Linked DNA regions of Sus scrofa: regions 1, 2, 3 and 5 are each linked to region 4. Evidence: chromatin contacts called from public Hi-C and HiChIP or PLAC-seq data. All regions are on one chromosome and are shown on one strand. The core of a region is the stretch at or near the end of the contact, and the rest is flanking DNA. Distances in the headings are between cores, read along the strand shown. Region 1 has its middle 88 kb from the start of BTG1. Region 2 has its middle 70 kb from the start of BTG1. Region 3 overlaps LOC106510428 (a long non-coding RNA gene). Region 4 has its middle 150 kb from the start of PLEKHG7. Region 5 overlaps LOC106510428 (a long non-coding RNA gene).

What was found. Hi-C and Micro-C count contacts between places; a contact is called where the count stands out from the background. HiChIP or PLAC-seq counts read pairs in DNA pulled down with a chosen protein or histone mark.
Region 1: a contact with region 4 is called in an H3K27ac HiChIP or PLAC-seq map of alveolar macrophages. The contact joins two enhancer-like sites. A contact is called at or near these places in 3 of 47 Hi-C or Micro-C datasets (liver and skeletal muscle) and 2 of 2 datasets of contacts at active chromatin or transcription factors (alveolar macrophages and skeletal muscle).
Region 2: a contact with region 4 is called in a Hi-C map of embryonic fibroblasts, with 1.7 times the contacts expected there. The contact joins two enhancer-like sites. A contact is called at or near these places in 4 of 47 Hi-C or Micro-C datasets (embryonic fibroblasts, liver and skeletal muscle) and 2 of 2 datasets of contacts at active chromatin or transcription factors (alveolar macrophages and skeletal muscle).
Region 3: a contact with region 4 is called in an H3K27ac HiChIP or PLAC-seq map of alveolar macrophages. The contact joins two enhancer-like sites. A contact is called at or near these places in 1 of 47 Hi-C or Micro-C datasets (adipocytes) and 1 of 2 datasets of contacts at active chromatin or transcription factors (alveolar macrophages).
Region 5: a contact with region 4 is called in an H3K27ac HiChIP or PLAC-seq map of alveolar macrophages. The contact joins two enhancer-like sites. A contact is called at or near these places in 1 of 47 Hi-C or Micro-C datasets (embryonic fibroblasts) and 2 of 2 datasets of contacts at active chromatin or transcription factors (alveolar macrophages and skeletal muscle).

What each region holds. Positions count from the first base shown.
Region 1 is chr5:90,901,456-90,904,297 of Sscrofa11.1, forward strand. No RefSeq gene overlaps it. Among named protein-coding and RNA genes, the nearest start is that of BTG1, 88 kb to the left of the region's middle. Within about 2 kb of position 1,521, at least 19 of the 83 cell types and tissues checked have an H3K27ac peak or open chromatin away from gene starts, as enhancers often do. A contact at or near this core is called in alveolar macrophages, where this site is marked.
Region 2 is chr5:90,883,374-90,886,285 of Sscrofa11.1, forward strand. No RefSeq gene overlaps it. Among named protein-coding and RNA genes, the nearest start is that of BTG1, 70 kb to the left of the region's middle. Within about 2 kb of position 1,283, at least 12 of the 83 cell types and tissues checked have an H3K27ac peak or open chromatin away from gene starts, as enhancers often do. A contact at or near this core is called in embryonic fibroblasts, where this site is marked.
Region 3 is chr5:90,828,689-90,831,734 of Sscrofa11.1, forward strand. The region is part of intron 3 of LOC106510428 (a long non-coding RNA gene); the gene reads left to right. Among named protein-coding and RNA genes, the nearest start is that of BTG1, 15 kb to the left of the region's middle. Within about 2 kb of position 1,368, at least 7 of the 83 cell types and tissues checked have an H3K27ac peak or open chromatin away from gene starts, as enhancers often do. A contact at or near this core is called in alveolar macrophages, where this site is marked.
Region 4 is chr5:90,461,153-90,463,926 of Sscrofa11.1, forward strand. No RefSeq gene overlaps it. Among named protein-coding and RNA genes, the nearest start is that of PLEKHG7, 150 kb to the left of the region's middle. Within about 2 kb of position 1,524, at least 21 of the 83 cell types and tissues checked have an H3K27ac peak or open chromatin away from gene starts, as enhancers often do. A contact at or near this core is called in alveolar macrophages and embryonic fibroblasts, where this site is marked.
Region 5 is chr5:90,719,498-90,722,572 of Sscrofa11.1, forward strand. All of the region lies in intron 3 of LOC106510428 (a long non-coding RNA gene), which reads left to right. Among named protein-coding and RNA genes, the nearest start is that of BTG1, 94 kb to the right of the region's middle. Within about 2 kb of position 1,619, at least 8 of the 83 cell types and tissues checked have an H3K27ac peak or open chromatin away from gene starts, as enhancers often do. A contact at or near this core is called in alveolar macrophages, where this site is marked.

The DNA.
Region 1 (2,842 bases), core at 271-2,770, 440 kb after region 4:
GGTAGAGTTTGGGTTTGGAAGGACCAGTGGTAGGTCCTCTTGGGCAGAGGGCTCAGGGTGAGTCCAAGCCTAGATGTAGTGACCTATTTTCATGCCTTTATCTGACAGGAAATGTCTCCTAGACCAGAAAGCCAAAGTGATTTGCAAAAGACCACAAAGGTAGTTTGGAATGGAGCTGGGAACCAGCAGCAGCATTTCCTGCTCCCTTTTCCACTGCTCACCACCACACTCCTCTTCCTGGCACAGTGCTAAAATTAGAACACGACACTCTTGGTTCCTACACAGGGCTACCTTTAAATCAGTCTCAGTTAAAAAAGCTTTTTGGATGGCACCTTTCTGTGTGGGTTTCCAAGATGTTGCCAACCCAAATCCTGCCAGTTCTCCTGGAAGATCCAGGTTTAAACAGGTGGAGAAATAGAAATAGCAATGACTAACTTCACAAGAAATCGTGGAAAAAGCCAGAAGTAATGTCCCAGCTTCCCGGAAGAAAGCAATGCTGTCCTCTGTGCTGGCCTCAGCTCTGCGCTAACCCCCTGGCGTTGATGGCCCAGGGCACCCGGCCTCTCCTCCGCTTCTCACAGCCAAAGAGGATCCAGTAGACACAGGAAGGTGGCTGGGCTGTGAATCCAGACTCTTGAGTACTGCCCTGCCTCTGCCTCTGCCTCTGCCTCTGATGACTTGGCACAGTGGATCTCAATCAAGGGTGCCTTTGTCCCCCAGTGAATGGTTGGCTCTGGCTGGAGACATTTTTGGTTGATGCAGCGGCAGGGCTGTTGGTGGCATCTGGTTGATAATGGCCAGGGATGCTCCTAACTGTCCCACAGGGCCTAGGACAGCCCCCAACAACAAAGGATTACGTGGTCCAACATGTCAGGCGTGCTGAGGTTAAGATGCCGCCTTGGACAAGGCGGTACTTCACTCCTTCATGTGCTCACTTGGAAATGGGGGCAGCTGAGCTGGCCTGGTGGTTTTCCATCTTGATGGTACTGAAGAATCCCCTAAGATGCTTATGAAAAAAGGCAGGTTTCTGGTCTCATCTTCAGGGACGCCATGGTCGGTCCACAGGGCACACCTTGAGAAGTGCCGTTCTGGATGGTTTCTAAGATCTTTCTCTGTCCTCCGGTTTTCCATTTCTAAAGATGCAGATGAGCAGCAAATGTAGATAAGAGCTCCTGCCTGAGCACTAGGTGAATACAGTGGCGTGAAATGATGAGCCTCCTCAAAACCCTCCTCACACACGCATGTACCTCCGCTCCCACAGTCCCGCAGAGGGGTCAGTGTGTATGTGGTGAGGCTGGAGAACAGCCCATCTCTCCAGCTTGGTGGAATTTCCAGGCAGGGGGACTGCCTTTCACTTCCTCCCAGGTGCCGTGCTTTCTCCTGCCTTTGGCTCTTTCCCATTTGCTGAGCTCTGTCTGCCTCTTCCCCCTTCTACTCCAACGCATGGGCTTTGGCTAGACTTACTCATCCTTCAGGTCACAAGCTCGCCGTCACTTCCTCAGGGAAACCCCCATCACTTCCCACCATCGTTCTCATTGCACATCCTGCGGTTGCTTCTATTTAAACAGATCCGTCAGCCCTGCTAGACTGTAAGCTTTGCCACGGTTCGTTCAGCACTGTCCTTCGAAGGTGCTGCTAATTGCCAGCCCCACACAGTGCCTGACATTTTAGAAGGGCTCAGCGAATGTCTGTTGAATGATGAAATGATTGATTGACTGACTGATAGGAGGAGATAAATAAAGACGAATGGGATAGTGATTACAAACAGAGGATACGTAACTTATGAGATCCACCTTGTACGGAAACTCGGCTTGGCCTGGTTAGGGAGCAGGTGTCATTGAGTGGAGCCATGTAACGTACTCGCTCTAACTGGACCTTCTCATCTTTCCTCTGTGGTGCCACCTCATTTGTATGAAAATCTTTTATGTTTGTTTGTTTGTTTGTTTGTTTGTTTTTTAGGGCAGCACCTGCGGCATATGGAAGTTCCCGGGCTAGGGCTCAAATAGGAGCTGCAGCCGCTGGCCTACGCCACAACCACCGTAACCCGGGATCCTAGCCTTGTATGTAGCCTATACCTCAGCTCATGGCAACACCAGATCCTTAACCAATTGAGCAAGGCCAGGGATCGAACCCACATCCTCATGGATACTAGTCAGATTCATTTTTATTGTGCCACCATGGGAACGCCCTGAAAATCTTTCTTTGTTAGGAATCTCTGGTGGCTTTCCATTGCACGTGCAGTAAGGTTGGAAAACCTCAGCATGGAATATGGGCCATGAAAGGCTGGCCCCTACCTTGCCTCTTCCACCACCTCTCCATCCATCCCTGTGCACACTCTGCTTCAGTCAAAGCAAATGCTTCATCCTCTCTGAAATACACACGCAACTCCCATCCTGCCACCTAGCCAACTCTTACTCATATTTTAAGACGCAGGTTAAATGTCACCTCCCCTGCAAAGACTGTTTCAAATCCCCCAATGCTAGACAGCTCAGCATTTTGGGCTCCAATAAGGCTGTGTCTTTATGTAGCCCTTAGAGCATAAGTATTTGTTTATGTGTGTCACTCTCACTAAGAGATGAGCAGCTCTGGGTGGGGGCTATGTGTAACTTACTCATCTTTTATTTTCTATTCCAGTGCTTAGTCAAAGGGAAGTTCTATGAATCCTTGTTGAATGAAAGAAAGAAAGAAAGAAAGGGCGGGTAGAAACAAAGCCAGAATATGACAGTGGATGCAATTTCTAATTTGTTCTTTGTTTTATTTATTTATAGATTTTTTTTTTTTTTTTCCCCACAGCATAGGGAAGTTCCCAGGCTAGGGGGCTAGGGGTTGAATTGGAGCTGCA
Region 2 (2,912 bases), core at 33-2,532, 420 kb after region 4:
GAGAAAACTATGAGGTAACATTTAGTCTCTGGCTGCTGGATATGACCTGAGCTTTTGCACAGTGGTAGCCATACCTAGAACAGGCCGAGAAGGCAAAGGCGAAATAGCACAGTGCTCCCTGCTACCACTTCCCTGTTAACCTCATTCCAACCCTTGGATACAAAGCAAGCTTGATTTAGAATTCCCAGCCGCAGAGGCATCAAGTCGAGACTCTTTTTAGGTGATCTGTTTCTTGTTTCTCAATATTAAAAAAAAAAAAAAAAAAATCAGAAGATCCGTTTATGAGTATTTCAACCAGTCAATTAGATGTTTTCCTTGGTATTCAAGCAGACAATTAACATGAATTCCTGAAGGCCAAATACGTAATTCTGAACAATATCGAAGGGGGTTTCAGGTTTCATAACTGTTGAAATTTGGGATAATAGTTTCCATGTGTTTCCTGCTGATGAATCAACCTATAGTCATTTCATAGCTTGATTTAAAACACTTTTTTTCTTTTCACAGTTTTGTTTTTCTATTACATATGTGTTTCTCTTTATCCCACATAAAATCTTCCATTTCTCAAGAGAATTCATGAATGAGAAAGAAGAGAGTACAAAGCAATGAAGTGTTGAGCACAGAGTCAGTTGGGGCAAGTCCCAAGACTCTTCACACATGAAGGCATAACAAGGGTGGAGTGAGTGCGTGGTGGGAAAGGCTGGTGGCTGAGTCATGTGGGGACTAGCGTTCCACACTGGGATCCGGAGGTCTTGGCAGATTAGCGAGGGTTTATCTGCACGTCTTTTCTGAGGTCACTGGGAGGCCTAAACCACCTCCTCCAATCATACAACAATATGACAGCCAGTGACTCAACTTTTAAGACTCCTTTTGACTCATGTGCCTCATTCCCCCATAAAGATCATTTCATGAACTGTTTGTGATTCGGAAAAAGACACGCAAAATTCTTGAATTGTATAAAGTAGCTTCTAGAATTAGTTACTTCATTCAGTGTTCATGTATGGAACATCCATTATGTGCTGGTCTTGATTTTTTTTCGGGGAATTAGAGACAGAGTTAAGGATCGCTGTCCCATGAAGTTTACATTCTGGTGGTGGGCAGGGAGTGGTGAAGACAAATATTCAGCAGGGAAGCCAATAAACAAACATGGTGATTTCCAATGGCAGTGTTTTACCAAGGAAATAGACCTGGGAGCTATGATTGCAAGTAATGAGGTGGGGAATTCCAGGCAGAGGGAACAGAATATGCAAAAGCCTAGTGGCAGCAAGAGTGGTTTCCCTCCTTTCTTCATCAGCCTCAAAAGGTTTCTGGGAACTGTGGCAGATGTTCTGACATCACCAGGGGGCAGGGCCCTCCAGTCAGTTGTTGTTTCACATCCAGGGAAATACAAGGCCCCCAGGTAGCCTGGCCTTAACCTAAGGACAAAGAGGGTCACTAAACAGAATGAAAATTCCCCTTGTGTCCTTGTTTGCAATTTTGCTATTTCACCTCCCCTCTTAGCTCTACCCACTTTTAGGAAAAAAAAAAAAAAGCTCTTTTGTTTTCTTTCTTTTTTGTCCCTGCCTGTGGCATGTGGAAGTTCCCAGGCCAGGGATCAAACTCACACATAGCAGAGACTGGAGCCACTGCAGTGATCCTTAGCCCACTGAGCCTCAAGGGAACTCCTAGAAAAATCTCATCTTTAAGGACAGCTGCACACACTATCCTTAGGGAAATGTTGAATAAAATTGTTGGAGGAACTTGTGTAAATACCTATATGGAGTGATGTTGTAATTACACTGGGTTTAGATAAAAATGCTTCACTAGAGGCTGATGAGTTCTGGTACATTAAGCCAGTGATTGTCAACTGGGGTGGTCTTTCCTCACCCCAAACATACATCTGGCAATGTTTGAAGATAATTTTGAGCCACAACTTGAGAGATGGGGTATCCAGTGAGTAGAGGCCTGAGATGTCACTGAACACCTGACAGTGCCCTGGACAGTCCCATACAACACAGGATTACCCAATCCGCACTAAATGCTGAATCAAGGCTCTTGTAATTCTTCTTCTTAGCATGAATTTAATCCCTCTCACCAGGTTCCAGTGTTTCAGCACACAGAGTAGGTTACGGGCTTCTGGAGACTTGCTCATCTTCTAGATCCATTACGAGTTCAAATCCTAGCTCTACATCTTACTGGGTGTGTGACTTAATATGTGTGTGAGACCTTGGCAAATTACTTAATTACTTGATTTCTATGTCTTTGTTTCTTTATCTGTCAAATGGAGATAATACAAGTCCTTACTTTATGAAGTTACTCTGAGGGAAAGTAAAGTGGTGCATTTGATTATTAACAAGGTCTAGCATATAGTGATTGCTCAGTATGTGTTAAATATTTTTTTCTGCTGCGGTTACCTGGTTTCTGGGAATGCGATTGGTAAATACCAGAAGAAGAGGGTGGAGGCCACTTACTCAGCACATACCATTTCAGAATTCAATTCCGTCCCTTCATTGATCAGCTGCTACATGCCAGGCATTCTACTGGGAGATGGATGACAAATATGGAGTGGATAGACATTGTGGAAATGTTCTCTGTGGGTGCAGCCACATGATGACCCCAGAGAAAATCAGTAGACCATTCGTCTTTCCCTTGAAAATTGAACTGATGTTTTAAAGCCTCACTAAAACATCTTGCTTACTTGAAATGTATGTATGTCATTATACCACTGTCTGTTGCAGCTGACCCTTAAGCATTATTCAAACGGAATTTAAATTATCTTTGGAATCTGCTAGAAGGTTTATTAGACAGCTTCTGGGGACAGATCTTTAAGTGAGTGTATTAGTCAGGGTCTCCAGAGAAAACAGAACCAGCACAGTGTGTATACATGCACAAAGAGATTTATTTTAAGGAACTGGCCCATGCAATTATGAAGGAGA
Region 3 (3,046 bases), core at 118-2,617, 370 kb after region 4:
GGGTAGGGAGAGGAGATCATTCGCCAGTGATTGAAAAAGGGGTTTATTCCTTTTTTTCCTATAATGTTCTAATTTGGAACCTGATCTGGAACCAGAGCTTGACTGAATTTTTTTTTTTTTTTTTTTTTTTTTTTTTTTTTCCTGCGAAAGAAAATGTGTTCTTCTTAGCAAAGCCTCTGCTGCCAAAGCAATGGTGGGTTGTGATGGTGACATTGGTGAGTGGCTTAGACATTCCTTTCTCAGGGTAATTTTTAGTACTAGTTGTATATTTTTTTTCTTTCTTCTACTCTCCACTTTAGAAAGAATGGCAACTCAGAGAAGGTGGATGGAAGTTTAAAGCAGCCAAATTTAGTGGAGAGTCTTGTCCGCAACCCCCTTCCAGTTGGAGAAACTTCTACTCTAATACATACTTAAATCACTCGCAGGTTCATTCCTCATCTTTAAAAAGTTTCATATGGAGTTCCTGTCGTGGCTCAGTGGTTAACAGATCTGACCAGGAACCATGAGGTTGTGGGTTCGATCCCTGGCCTTGCTTAGTGGGTTAAGGATCTGGCGTTGCTGTAAGCTGTGGTGTAGGTTGCAGACGCGGCTCGGATCTGGTGTTGCTGTGGCTCTGGTGTAGGCTGGTGGCTACAGCTCTGATTAGACCCCTAGCCTGGGAACCTCCATATGCTACGGGTGCAGCCCTTAAAAGACAAAAAAAGAAAAGTTCCATTCATTAAGCACAGGAAAATTTAATGCGGCATTTCTTTGTATGCATGTTGAGGACAATTTTCCCTTCTTTCCTCCTCAGTCCTCTTATTGGCAAGCCTTCCAGGAGTACCAGACAGCTTTAGGTCCCCTGCTCTGCTTCTCTGCCTCTGTAAAAATCAGACTTGATGCCACAGGCACTTGCAGTGGACTTCCTGAGTGCCAGGACTGTGCTGCGCACCCTGGGCGTTCCTTCACCAGCTTCTCATCACAGCCTGTAAAGCAGACAAATTGTTACTCCAGTCAACCCCAATTCAGAGAGATCGTAGTACAGCAGTGGTATAAACCTGCCCAAGCTCGTAGAGTTAGGGGACAATCTGAGACGAGTTCAGGTTTGACAGAGGCCAATAGCGGCTCTAAGCACTATCACATCCTCATGGGCTCTCTGATCCCACTGTATTATAATGATTTGTAGTCCTGTCCAATTTTCCCATTATAAGATCTTCTTTTTTTTTTTTTTTTTTTTTATTTGTTTTTTAGGGCCACACCCGCGTCACATGGACATTTCCAGGCTGGGGTCAAATTGGAGCTACAGCTGCCAGCTTGTGCCACAGCCACAGCCACAACCACAGCAGATTCTAGTCAGGTTCATTACCACTGAGCCACAATGGGAACTCCCCATTAGAAGACCTTTAAGTCAGGGAAGTTCCCTTTCTGGCTCAGTGGGTTAAGAACCCAACTAGTATCCATGAGGATGTGGTTTCAATCCCTGGCCTCCCTCAGTGGGTCAGGGATGCGTCATTGCTGTGAGCTATGGTGTAGGTCAAAGATGTGGCTTGGATCCCATGTTGCTGTGGCTATGGTGTAGGCCAGCAGCTGCAGCTCCAATTTTCACCCCTAGACTGGGAGCTTCCATATGCTGCCAAGTGAGGCACTGAAAAAAAAAGTTAAATAAATAAAATAAAATAAAATAAGGACCAGAGCTTTAGGAGATGCTTGCTATAGTTGGTTAACATGTTTATCCATAAAGACTAATTGAGCACCTACTGTGTGCCCAGCATTGTTCTAAACACCTGGAGATAGAGCAGTGAACCCCACAAAAATCTGTACCCTTAGAGTGGTGGGTAAACAGGCCAATAAAATGTATGATTACTCAGATGATGGGTGTGCTAAGGGGCAGGGCTGCTGGGCTGGCACTGTGCATATGGCTCCCATGGTGCAGCACCAGCACCGCAGGGCCCGGCGGAAAAGGCTGTGATATAGGGAAGGGAGTGCCGGAGGGCAGGTTGCTCTTTTAGGTAAAAGGCCTCACTAATAAGGTGATAGTTGAGCAGAAACTTGAAGGAGACCAGCGATACCTCCTTGGAGATAGCTGGGAAAAGAACATTCCATTCAAATAATTGAGTGAATTCCAAAATCCTTCTAGGCTCATTTCTCCCCAAATATATAATTGTAATCTGGCATTCTGGGACTCTGTTATAATGTTAGTGAATCTGGCTTAGGGCAGTTTTTTCCCGACCACTTTTTACTTAGTTTTCTGGTTCATGTGTGTATGCTCCAGGAATTAGCACAGTCCAGACTACCGGAAAACCCAGCTGTATTTTTTTTTTCCTCCATCTCAGAATTGCACATTATAATAAACAGGCTGATAAGACTTGAAGTTTCTACCCCAAAAAAGGCAGATTTCTTTAAACTCTTATCTACAATATGAAATGAGAGCTGATGGTCAGTATGCTACAGCAAAGCGCTTGCTGTTTTGTTAGGGTGTTTAGCTAGGCGAGCCAGCCAGACAAGCCCTGAAGACAAAAAGGGTCTTCTTGCTGACATTTAGATAACCGGAAAGTTCAGTTTTCCAAAATGCCTTTTTCTTAGAGAATCTGAGATTCAGTGCAGACTTGTTATCACTTCAAGCCCCTGGCCTTGCACATAGGAGATGAGATAAAAGCGAGGGTAACATTGCCTTCATCATACAGTCACTGGAAAGTCAGGGAATCCTTACCCTTTAAGGTTCTGATGGGTATCTGGTTTATTCTTGAGGCACAGAAAGTCCCTGGTATTAGGATATAGAAATGGATATTTCTCTGGTTCCACTCGCCTTATCAAAAATGAGTGAAATGTAGTGTCTCAAATATGTCTCACCACGAAGTCTACCCCAGCCATGCTCCCAGCCCAAGAAGTAATTGCTCCTTTCAAATAATTTGAAATCTGCTGTATTCATCCAGTTTAGGTGGACTTCCTCTTGCTGTGTCAAAATTGTGTGCGTACTTTGGGCATTTCAAGGTCGAGTCCACATCACTCAGGTGTGACTTCTCCCTCGTCTGAGAGGACAAGCAGTGCCAAAAAACAGAAATCTCAG
Region 4 (2,774 bases), core at 274-2,773:
AAGAGGAAATGTTGCATAAATATTCTGACTTCAAGCTCCTTTAAAGAACATAAGACCGGACAACCCTTGGCCCTCAGAGCTTCGTGGCAACAGTGACAAGCACTGAGTGTGTGACCACTTTAGGTGGTACACACACTTGCCGTTTCCTCAGTCTTCCTCCTCGTTATTGCCCCTCAAGCAAGCTTCACTTACCACCTGTCATCATGTTGGTACTGCTGCATTCCGTATGCGGGAGAATTATTTCTTTGTATCCCTGTCTTGATTACAAATGAAACTTAGACCAAGAGAACCATCTGCTTTTCCTCAAACTCAGCAGGTGCCGTATTTCTTGGTGCCTGTGGACATTTAAATTCCCCCCACTCCTACTTTTTCTTTCTTTCTTTCTTTCTTTCTTTTTTGCTTTTTAGGGCCGCATATGGAGGTTCCCAGGCCAGGGGTCCAATCAGAACTATAGCTGCAGCCTACACTGCAGCCACAGCAACATCAGAACCGAACTGTGTCTGCGACCTACACCACAGCTCATGGCAATGCCAGCTCCTTAATCCACTGAGCAAGGCCAGGGATGGAACCCACAACCTCATGGTTCCTAGTCAGATTTGTTTCCACTGTGCCACGATGGCAACTCCCCCCCCCACTTTGGAGGAGACAAAACGAGTCCTGTGCCCCAGTGGTCAGTGGCCTAGAATAGGTTGACTTCGTCAACTTCAAACGCTCAGTGAGAATAGGACATGCTTTATACATTGTGAACCCCCCACCTTGATAGGCATGGAGAGCTGAGTCTACAATAGATTTTTAGTCAAAGATATAAAAAATGCTGGTTCTATCCTTCCAAATGTAGGACTTACCTGTTTTTAATTGCTGCCCAATTTATTAAGCATGTCTACCATATTAAGCAAAATAGATGTAAGGTGGTCCTCGCCCCAGAGAACGTGTGTTACTCATTCCTTCCCAGGTCAGATAAGTCAGTCTTGCCATCTCCAAACCAGGGCTCCTTACGTATTAGCAAGAGCACACAAATTAATTTTGAACTTCTCCTAAACATTTATAAACATGTCAAGTAATGCAGACATCTCTGGTATGATATGAGTCCTGGGCTGTGATGCAAGAAACCACTTTATTTTACAGAATTAGCATGTTCCCACAAGACAGAGTGTAAATCATGTCACACGTTGAGAGTACTAAAGGAACTCACTGGGGGAACTTGTGATGAATCATCTTGTGAAGCAGAGAATTTGAATGTAATATACAAAATCCTTCATTAAGATATACCTTTTGCTAGAGCAAGGTATTCTCTTCGGATTTAACAAAGTACATATGCATCATATATGTGATATGACGCCAAGATGTCCATTTCCTCATCTGTAACTGAAATTGGTTGATTTTTGTGCTTGCATTTCATGTCCCGGTCTGTAGTTTTTGACTTGCTTTCTTTTCTTCTTTCACATGTTGTCAGGGTGACTAAGCCTTGTTACAAGTCACCTCTTCAGCTCAGACTCAGCCAGCAGAGGGTACTGTTAGAGCACTTAAGTGGATTTCCCATCTTTGTCTTATCCATGCAGAGAAACAATATCCGAGTAATAGACAGGGACGATATTCAATAGGCAAGGTGCTGGCAAGATAATAGACATCAGCGATCGTGTTTCAGCATCATTTTGCAGGAAATTCCCTTTGTTCTCTGCTGCTCACAAAGGACATTCCACGCAAAATGTACCTGTAGTTCCTGGTGATAAATGTCTGTGAAAGGCAGATGAAGAAGGATGGTGGTTGTGGAGTCAAATCTGCCTTTAAATTTGCGAGGTACTTATCCTTTTTAGGTTTAGGGTTCTTAATCAAGATATCAGCCCCATGTGTTCTCAGCTTGCTAGTGAATGATAATGAATAATTCCTGCCGTAGCAAGTGACATAATAAAATAATCAGGCAGGCGTGCACATTGTAAATCAATGAGCACAGATGTCTCCAAATGGAGGGGACATTTGAAGATACTTTGCATCTTGCTGGTTTTGGAACACTTGAGAGGGAGTGACTGTTTATCAAATAAAGTGAGCATCTCCCCATTCTGAAGTCAAGATCAGCATTAAATATATTGTAGGAGGAGATTTTGTCCCTTAATGTTTACATAAATTTGATGAATTTGTGTATAATAGTGGGTCACATGTTTTAAAAAAGTACGCATTTGTATTTTTATATTAATAATTTTAAACATTTTTATCAAAGCAGAAACCACATATGGTAACAACAACAAAAAAAGATAAAAGCACTTGCACTGAAAAGCAGTAGTTCTCTGTCTACTCCTTCTTAGCTTCAGTCTCTTCTCAGATATAGCATAACTCTTTTTTTTTCTTTTTCAGCTACCCCGATGGCATGTGGAAGTTCCCAGACCAGGGATCGAATCCGAGCCGGAGCTACGACTTGTGCTACAGCTGCAGCAATACCAGATCCTTAACCCATTGCGCCTGGCCAGGGATCAAAGCGGCGCCTCTACAGAGACAAGCCAGATCATTAACATACTGGGCCACATTGGGAACTCCCTAATTTTCATTTTATAGTGGGGTTTTTGTTTGTTTGTTTTGGTTATTTACCTATATATGTCTCAGCACTACTTATACTGCTAAATCTTGGGTTATTAGTTTTAGATGTTATAGATTATCTTCCTATGCTGATTGATGAGAATATAACTTAAGTCACACAATACCTCCTTAGTCTTATCTCTACTTCAGGCTTGTATTGGTTACCTCTGCACCTTTAGATAAAATACTTATTCCTTTTGCAGCTT
Region 5 (3,075 bases), core at 369-2,868, 260 kb after region 4:
TAAGGATACACATCTAGAGAATGGCTATCCATGAACCAGGAAATGGGCCCTTACCAGACATGGAATCGGTCGGTACCTTGATCTTGGACTCCCCAGCCTCCAGAAGTGTGAGAAATGTCTGTTGTTTAAGCTACCCAGTCTGTGGTATCTATTCCATGTTCTATTATAGATGCCCAGTGGACTAAGATGGATGTAGATGGATGGGTAGATGGATGGATGGATGTTTGGAATCAGTGAAGTGTGGAACAATGTGAAACATGTTAAGACATAAGACATTTACAAGCATGAGATTAAAAAGCTGATGTTGAGTGAATTCTGGTCACAATTTAAAGACAGAGGGCTAGGGCAGAAAGATACAGGAAGTTCAAAGAAAATCAGAAAAATTTGCACACCCTGTAAGTTGTAAACAAGAACTCCTTAAGTCATAGACATCTTTGGAAGAAAAAAGTGCATAACTTCTTGGGATGAGTACATAATGCAAACATTTTGTTTAGAACTTTTCCCATTAACTGCTGCATAATCTGGTCATTTGCAGGGTTTTGTGTCTTTGATCTCTCAGACTTTTGACTGACCACATCTAGGAATGTAATGGCAGGGAATGGAATGGCAAGCTTCCTGACAAGAAAGGCCTCTAATAGAGCAACATGTGTGCTGACACCACCATGTGCTTGCCTTTGACCCTTGCCATGACTTGACCTCCAGCTTCTGAGCATTCTGTTTCCTAGCTTTGGATCAGAGGTCACCACACTTGACCTCTGGCCTCAGGGTGATTGCTGACTCTCCCAACCCACAACTTGGTTTTGATTGTTCTGTATAATCTGTCATTCCCCAGGGTCCAGAAAACCTCTTCCACTAGTACCCACCAGCTGTTACCACCTTTGTTCTCTCTCTCCCCTGGTCCTGGCTGACTGAAATCTATAGCCCCTAACAATGGTGTGGTCCCTCCACGTGGCCTTGTGTGCTGACTTTGATTGAGTGCTAATAGTTATTATTATGAGTGCCCATTTTCTGAAATGCTAACCATGCTGCTACATTCAGCATCTCATTTAGCATTCAAGCATCCCATGAGAAAGATATCATTTATCTGTGTCTTTGGAGATCAGGAAACTGAGGCTCAGCAAAATTGACTGTAACTGGTCTAAGTTCATACTGAATTGAATGTAACTAGTCTAACTTTATAAGTGTCAGATTTAGGACGTCATTTTTGCTTCAAATCTATTTCCCATGCTTTCTATTTGGTAAAGATTTGCCATAAAACATCCCGGGGTTTTTCTGGGTATTGAATATATGCACTATGAAAAAGCTTTGTTTTGATTTTAAAGATGTTCTGCGTTTCAACGCACTGGGCCACTCTTGTGAGGATTTTAAGTCTTTTCAATCCGACCTCTTCTGTAACCACAGATGTAATAACTAGTTCCATGAAGCTTTGACCAACTTGCACAGGTGCAAGCTAACAGTGCCTCATCTCAACTCTCTGATTCTTAGCTTAGGACATTTGTGGGAAAACACCACTCATACTTGCACAATTTAAAAGTGCCTGGGCGCTAATGCCCATGAGTTCACCCTTGACCACTGTGGGGTGAGAGCCAAGGAATCATTTCCTCCTTACATCACCCAATGGCCAGCTCCCAAGTGCCTCTGCTAAACCTCCTGCAAAGATCTTGTAGCAGTGAGTACCAGTTAACCATAGCAATGGTCAACTGGAAAAGCCATTTCTGTATCAAGTTCCCGCCTTCCTTGTTTCACTTCCCTTGTCTCTCACTCCTGCTCTCTGAGGTCACACAAAATTGACTCAGGATTTGTTGCTAGGGATACCCAAGTTGACCCTTCCTCTTAGTGAGTCTGGATTGGTAAATCTTTTATAAACCTGTAAGTCACAGTTTTACATCTGACGTGTCTGCATGCACAAGGAGTAATCAAGTTTATTTGACTTCTCAATCAGTTGATTTGGCTTTGGGAACAGTTTTATATCAGTGTGGGCAGATGCCACTATGGAAGGTATTATCAGTGTATTTGAGTAAACTTATTTGTTTTTCATTCATAAGGGAACTGTAATTAACTGCTAAGTAAGATGATTCAAATTGGTTTTGAAGTTTCCTGGCTGCCTGTTCATAATTCTTATGTAAATGGTAACTAAAGCCTTTCCTTGGTGATAAAAATCCACACTAACAAATCAATAACGGTCCTTTCCCGTTCCTGATCTACCCTTCTGCCCGTGCACATGCACTGTCCTTGACAAAATGGGTAATGTCTGTACCTGAATAGCTCAGGCCCCTATGCGCTCTGTGCGAACAGAATCCCTGGCCAGTTTCGCTCATTCGATCCCTGCTTCTGAACTGATTGAGGCGAGGAGGAAGGCGGACAGGGGTGCCTTCTTTGGAAAAGCTTCCTGAGGGTTCTGCTACTCACCTACCCCTTGCCTTTCTTCGACCCGCTGCCCCTCCGCACCACACGTGATCTCACACCTGTGGTGGAAGGCAAGCCCAGACGCAAATGATGTGGTGATGCAGTGAAATCATTTCCATAGCACACCGCCTTTAGAATCTCCATGGACAGAAAAGTAAACCAGATGAGTGAAGTCAGCGGAGGGAAGAAAACTGAAAATTGAATGCCTTTCTTTCATTTTGTATATATATTCTTAAGAGGCCCAGAGCTAAATTGCTTTTTATGAAATCTCCTTAGCAAGCAAATTTGTATAAAAACAGATAAGCTTAGAAATTCTCACATCTCTCAGAGAATCAAATATTCCAGGTAATTATGATCTGGGGACCTGGGGAATTGATGGTTGTGGTTTATTCTGAATGTCAAGCAATAAAAATAATGGAACAGAGATCATATATAGATTATACACCATGGCTGATTCTCTTGTTTAGTTTCCCTTTGCACTAAAAAGTAGTATAGTCAGCACTGAGCTAGCTGCACTATTTGACCAAACAGCAAGATTAGTCATATCAAAATAGTATTTGAAAGAAAGGATTCCATTAGCTGCTTTACTGTCTTTTGTGTCTGAGACAAAGCTAGCATCAGTGTTCCGTGTGGGAGTTAAGTCAGTGAATATTGAGCTTCTAGAAAGGA